Regions from separate parts of the Mus musculus genome. Here region 1 is linked to region 2. The links are chromatin contacts, called in public Hi-C maps. All regions are on one chromosome and are shown on one strand. The core of a region is the stretch at or near the end of the contact, and the rest is flanking DNA. Distances in the headings are between cores, read along the strand shown.

Region 1 (3,130 bases), core at 259-2,758, 100 kb after region 2:
GACCACGTGGTTAGAATTACAGTTGCAGATGGTGACACTCACACATGTGACTCAGACGATAGCCTAGTGCCCTGCCATCACCCCAGAGTCTATAAGAACCCATGGGGTGTCCAGATGTCTAATGACACCACCATTTGCACCCATGCCTTCAAGAAGAAAGACGCTGCCTGTGCAGCTCACTATGCCAACGGAAACAACAGGTGCAGAAGACAGAGGCCACTGTGGAGCCATTTGGACACGATACTGGGGCTTAACATAGCAAGAGTGCCACCGGCTTGGCATGCCTGTGCTGATCTCCCTCAGAGATGGGCCTGGAGTCACATCACAGCCCCCGTTGCCGTTCCAGGTGGTCCCACCTACTCCTTCTCTCCACCAAGATGAAAGGCAGCTGGGGAGGGCATCTCTCAAAGAGATGGGTCATATCCAACTCATTTTTCCTAGGTGCTGACAAGTCACTGTGAAAGTCTAAAAATGTGTAGCACAGCAAAAATACACAGGTCACCATGTTCTGGTGAGTGATTACCAGAAGAGAAATTCATTATGTGGGGGCTCTTGGCTCCCATCGTGGAAGGGCGTGTTACATTAACAAGATGAAAGGTCCCTGAGGTTCTCTCCCCAGTGTGGACTCCGCTGCTACGGCTCACCACGATTTCAATTTCCGTTGCTTTGTGGGATCAGAGCCCAAAGTCGAGAGAAGGTAATTTAGCTATACTAATCAAAAAGGGGGTCACTGGTAGCCAACACCAACTGGCGCTTACAACTTATAACTGCATGAGAGTCTTTCTTCTGACCAGCACGAGTTATGACCACTAAAGCCAGGCACCCGTACCTAGGTCCAGGCAGAGAGGGTCCTTTTATTTTTAAATGTACAACTTGCTTTCCTGTGCAGGGTGCACAGACCTTTCTGAAGATGAGCCCAGACATCAGAATATCATTGCTGTGTCTACAGGGCGGGTTGGGGGTTGCTTTTTCCCTATATTGATGTACATCCCAGCAGGCCCAGTACAGAAACTGAGCTGAGGAGTGCTGAATGTCAAAGATGAGGACGATATTCCAGGCTTTGCTCAGGTCTGGACCAAGTTCGGAGGTGATGGAGAGAGAGCCTTCATTCTGAGGTGGCTAGAGGAATCAGTAAGTTTCACATCCTTGCCTCTAGGAGCCGCACATTCGAGTTTTGGGCTTATCATCTCTGTTCTCCATTTTCCACCCTGTACGTAACAAGATAAGGGGCTAAGGCTAGGTTAGGCAGGAAGAGGTCCCACAAAAAATGAGTGGGTCAGCAACTCTCCCTGAGTCATCTTTCTGCCCCTTCTGGCTGCTTCCTACACACGGTGAGGCCAAGCTCTCTATCACAGAATGTACAGCCAGGCACAGGATGTGAGGCATCTTGACAAGGACAGGACTCCCAACGATGCCTTCCCAGGCAGACCCAGAAGCCTTATAGGAGGCTCTGCCTGGTGCCCAACCTTTCACCTCCAGACACTGCTGGTGCAAATGTCAACCAAAGTACATGAGCCAAGCTGGGCACACTCACCAGCCAGCCAGTGTTAAATATTAAACGTCCTTGGTAGCAGGCCGGCCTGAAAGCTGCCATTTCGTTCGTTCGTTAAGCGGCTTTCTCCAGGCTCAGTTCAAGAGACTGCATCTCCCAAAAGCGCACCATGGAGACCTGCCCTCCTCCTGCTCAGCGCTGGAGAAGCCTTCAAAGCTGTTCAATTTGTCTGAGCCCCATCCATCTTTAATGTCACAGTCTACGTTTTCTCCTCTCTTCCGTTTTCAAAGCAGCCAAAAAAGAAAATGTCACTGCATCTGGGGCCAATTCAAAAACCAGGCTTAAATGAAGTTCTGTTTCATTCTCCTGGGACCCCCCATGTTTTTATCTCCCAAGGAGCCTTTAGGGGGTACCTCAGCACAGCCCCCACCCCCTGTGTTCACATCTCTACCCAGGGCTCTGTGTGACTGCAGCACCCATGAAGGTGAAAACACATTGATGTTTACGGAAACAGGACAGGAGGAAGGGGATGGGTGTCAATTCCTGACAGGGACTGGAAGATTGAGCAGCTAATGCAAGCCTGTGTGCCTTGGTCATGGAAGGCATGCACTGGGACACAGTCTGAGCCTCCTGGGGCACCTCATCCTCCTTCCAGGTTTTGAAAAGTCCAGGCAAGCTGTGCAGAGGCAGGTGCCAGCTCAGAGGAGTATGACAGTCAGAATGCATTCATGACAACCCCTCTCCCCTGCCACCAGCCTCACCCAGGAATGCAGAGCTGATGCTCTTGACTGAGGCTTAAGAGGGTGGCTGTCATCAGAGAGGACATGGGCGGGAGATAAGGGACTCCATCAGTGTCAGGCCAGGCCCGACACAACACTGCCATAAATCACTTTGGTTAAGATTCTCAGCTGCTAACTCAGAGAAGGGCAAGCAGGTGAGAGTGAAATAGGAGAACATCACGGTGTAGACAGACAACGTCTTTGGTCTCTGCCCTGGGACAAAGGGCAGACTGTTAAGAGTTTTGCTCATCCATTCTCAAGCTAATCAGATGCAAATGTGTGCTGGGCAAGGCTGGCACCTGAGTTTGATCTCTGGAACCCATGAAAGTTGTCCTCTAAGTTCCATACTTACACCGTGGTACCCAAATACACACACACACACACACACACACACACACACATGGAGGCACACACACACAGAGGCACACACACAATAATTATACTAAATTTAAAATGTGGTAAAATCCACATAATGTATAAATTATTACTTTAGGAGATAGATTGATCCTGATAGATACATACATAGATAATGGATGATAGATAGATAGATAGATAGATAGATAGATAGATAGATAGATAGATAGATGATTGATAATAAATGATAGATTAGATAGATAAATAGATAAATGATAGATAATGATGATAAATGATAGATTATAGATAGATGATAGATAATGATGATAGATAGATAGATGATAGATAGATTAGATATAAATAGGTGATAGATAGACAACTAGATAGATACATAGAAAGATAGAAAAATAAGTAGGCATATGGATGATAAACAGGCCAGCAGCCCAGAGTGACTGCGCAGACGGCTTTCTCTCCTCCCTGCTCCCACCGGCACCATGTAGATAGC
Region 2 (3,169 bases), core at 429-2,928:
GAAGCCACAGCTAACAAGCAGTTGTGAGCTTTTGAATGGCTGTGCTGTGAACTGGGCTCGCCGCAGAGCCATCTCCTCAGTCTACATTTGAATTTTTGTTGAGCTTTTAAACATCTTAAGTCCCCCAAACCATGATAACAAGTACTTTGCTGTGTCTAGTTTGTGTTACCACAGTAAGTTAGCAAGCTCGTTAAATGCCTCTGTCATGGGAAACTCGAGACTATTTTCTCCTCGTACTTCTTGCTTTCAATTCTTATGAGTATCCTTCCTCATACAGCCTCCCTCTTCTGACTTGCCTTTATTTTTCATATGTATCAATTTTGCCGTAGAAGATCTTTGCTGTCTATGCCAAAGATTAGGTCCTGGGGTTCAAGATTTCAACCCTAAGTCCGTGTAAATTCAAGGCTACCATTTCTTACTTGCTTCGTTCAGCCAAGGCCACGACAGAGTAAGGACTGCCTGGAGATTGACTCTCACCCCGACTGAGCGTAACACAGCACCCATAGTTCTCAGCGTTGGTTTAGACTCCTGTTTCTTCTGATCCTCTCAGTCCCCTACATTCTGGATATGGGTATGGGCCTCTTGCCAACTGTCCTAGCTAAACAAAATGTGCTTGTGTTTACTTACCACAGAGGGTCCCTCTAAATCTTAGAAGATCCTGGGTTGATAAATTAACCATGAGGCTAAGCAGGGGCAAGAAACCAGACCTCAGTAAGCTGGTCCCTTCATGACGAGCAGTCAGCGCTTCCCTGTGCTCAGCAAACAGCCAACATTCCCAGCAACCAAACATAGCTCTTCCACCCGTATGAAGTCTCCCTGAGCTCCCGTGGCATGGGCTGTACCTCCTTCTCTACCCATGTTTCCCCAGGGTTTGTCTCCTTGCCCTTTATTGGCTCCTGCTCCAAGCCACCTCAATCACACTGTCTGTTCCAGTGTGATGATCTCACGCTCTCCAATGGCACAGACCCCATACCCAGACTATGAACTGCAGAAACGAGCCTGCGAGAGAACTCAGCAGGTGTGTGCACATACTTCTTTTATTGATGTCTTGTCACCGATTGCACCAAGGCATCCGTGATATGAACTGTGGTATAAATTGTGTTGGAAAGTGGGCAGGTCAGGGTTTCCCCATTCTTCCATCTGAGATTACAAAGGAAGGACAAAGATGATGGGATCTGGGCTATACATGTCACTAACTACTCAGACTTGGGTCTGTCACCAGCCAAATGGCCATAGGCCGTTCACTCTGTGCCCAGGAAGTGCTTAAAAGCACCTATTATTGCCAAACTTGATGGCCAGTTTTGGAAATACATGGGGTTAGTAAATTGTACCCTTTGACCTGATAGATTTTGGGACTCCAGAGTAGGAGGTGGTGAGGTCAAACTGTCCCAGCTGGCACAGTACGTCTGAGCCTGGCAGTGGGTTGGCAATTTTCTGTCTTTGTCTCAATAGACAGGAAAGCATATGAAATAGCTCCTCCGACACACACAAATGAAGAATCGTGCTCTCAGACGGCTTAAGCAAGTGACCCTCAGGTCCTGTCCTCTGAAGGGCCTGGGTAAGGATTTGAGCCCTACTTTCCAGTCTGCCCTTCTTTAATCTCATGCTGTCTGCCTCCCCCTCCCTCACACTGCATGTCCCCACTGTGACTTGATGGGAGACTGTTATCTGAGTCCACAGTACCCAGGTCCAGCTTAGGCTGGAAGACCCGGGGAGGCTCCCTGGAAGAGGAGCTGCCTATACTGACCCTAGAGGAGTCAGTCAGCAAGAGGGAATGTGCAAGGGTGGCACTCTGAAGAGAGGACTGTCGCTAGCTCTGGGAAGTACAGTCATAAACATGGCTGACCTTCATTTCCTTTCCTGTGAGTGCTGTCAGGGCAGGGGCAAGAGAAGGAAGGCTGTCCTTGTGACTTTTGCTACAAACCCTCTTCCTGGCAAAAAAAAAAAAAAAAAAAAAAAAAAAGGTGCCTGACATGTTACTTAACTCTATTTCCTGGCCAGGCCACTTCCCCCACCTCCTCAGGAGGGGGACCCAGAGCAGGAAGCAGGAAAGGCTGGGATTATGGGGAGTCTACGGCCCCGCCCTCCCCGCGGTTGTAATGTCTCTTCTGCCTAGATCCCTATGTCCAGATGTCCTTAGGATAATGGAGAGTGTGGTTTGTTCTGGCACAGTCCAGGTTACAATCTGGATTAAGTCCTCGTCAGTTCACTCCTGTCCAGACCCTAGATCCCTTTTCTTTTCTCTGGGAAATCAAATTACCCAATTGGAGGTGTGGCTTCAGCTGGGAACCCCTGAAGTCGAAACAGAGCCAGTCTCTGTGGTATAAGAGGATGCCATGTGCTGGCTCAGGAAGAGGGACCCTTGGGTTGATTACTCATGACATTGGGACAGATTTACTGCCTGCCCACCACAGAAATATCCCCATTCTCCAAGGATCGGGTGAGCATTAGTATTTTTCTGTATTGCAACAACCCTCCTAATGACAGAAACAGACCCACCTCTGGGAGTTGGTGCAATAGTAGGACCGGCCGCATTAGCCAGAACCCAGCTGCCAGCTGACCTGCCCTCTGCAACCTTGACCAAGGACTCCCTCTGCCCAGCAATGTCAGCTCACCCAAGAAGAGGGGAACAACAGCCCACAGATTCTTCTCCTCCTCTTTCCAAGGTTAAAGAGCAGTTGGGACAACAGTTATTTTTGGCTGTTTGTTTTTAAATATTCGATGTTGCAATCGCAAACGTTCTCCGTGCAAGCGAGCTTCACTGTGGCTGTCTTTCTTAACAATGTGTTTTATCTCCTGATTGAGAAAATCACTTGAGATTTTATCCTACATGATCCCCCTTGCTCTGCTTCTCAACCCTGGCACCTTCTTGAAGCCTGGAGATCCCAGAGGGCCAGCATCTCGCCCCATGTAACTCTGTGTAATTCTCCCATCTAATTACACCGGCAGGCTGTCTTAAGAAATTCTGAGGGACTGTGAGATAGATAAAGGTGTGGAGGGATAAAGCCTAGAAGGGGAGATAACATGTCAAGACATTAGTCTTTTCTACAGAGGGATTTGTGTTTCCCTGTAGTCATGAGGCCTGTAGAAAAAAATCCGAACTCTTTGTTGTCTGTCTTATTGGTGAGGAGATTTAGACCCTGACGAGAGATACTTAAGAGATAACTTA

The links. Hi-C and Micro-C count contacts between places; a contact is called where the count stands out from the background.
Region 1: a Hi-C map of liver shows a contact between it and region 2, with 2.1 times the contacts expected there. The contact joins two enhancer-like sites. A contact is called at or near these places in 1 of 39 promoter capture datasets (embryonic stem cells), 6 of 15 datasets of contacts at CTCF or cohesin (the G1E-ER4 cell line, embryonic stem cells and stem cell-derived epiblast-like cells), 80 of 484 Hi-C or Micro-C datasets (2-cell-like embryonic stem cells, the G1E-ER4 cell line, the HL-1 cell line and 13 more), 10 of 115 datasets of contacts at active chromatin or transcription factors (embryonic stem cells and pancreatic cancer cells) and 1 of 9 other capture datasets (embryonic stem cells).

What each region holds. Positions count from the first base shown.
Region 1 is chr1:62,825,998-62,829,127 of GRCm38.p6, forward strand. The region is part of intron 1 of Gm4208 (a long non-coding RNA gene); the gene reads right to left. Among named protein-coding and RNA genes, the nearest start is that of Gm35120, 9.3 kb to the right of the region's middle. Within about 2 kb of position 1,509, at least 10 of the 459 cell types and tissues checked have an H3K27ac peak or open chromatin away from gene starts, as enhancers often do. A contact at or near this core is called in liver, where this site is marked.
Region 2 is chr1:62,722,748-62,725,916 of GRCm38.p6, forward strand. The region is part of intron 2 of Nrp2 (neuropilin 2); the gene reads left to right. Among named protein-coding and RNA genes, the nearest start is that of Gm29083, 6.1 kb to the left of the region's middle. Within about 2 kb of position 1,679, at least 66 of the 459 cell types and tissues checked have an H3K27ac peak or open chromatin away from gene starts, as enhancers often do. A contact at or near this core is called in liver, where this site is marked.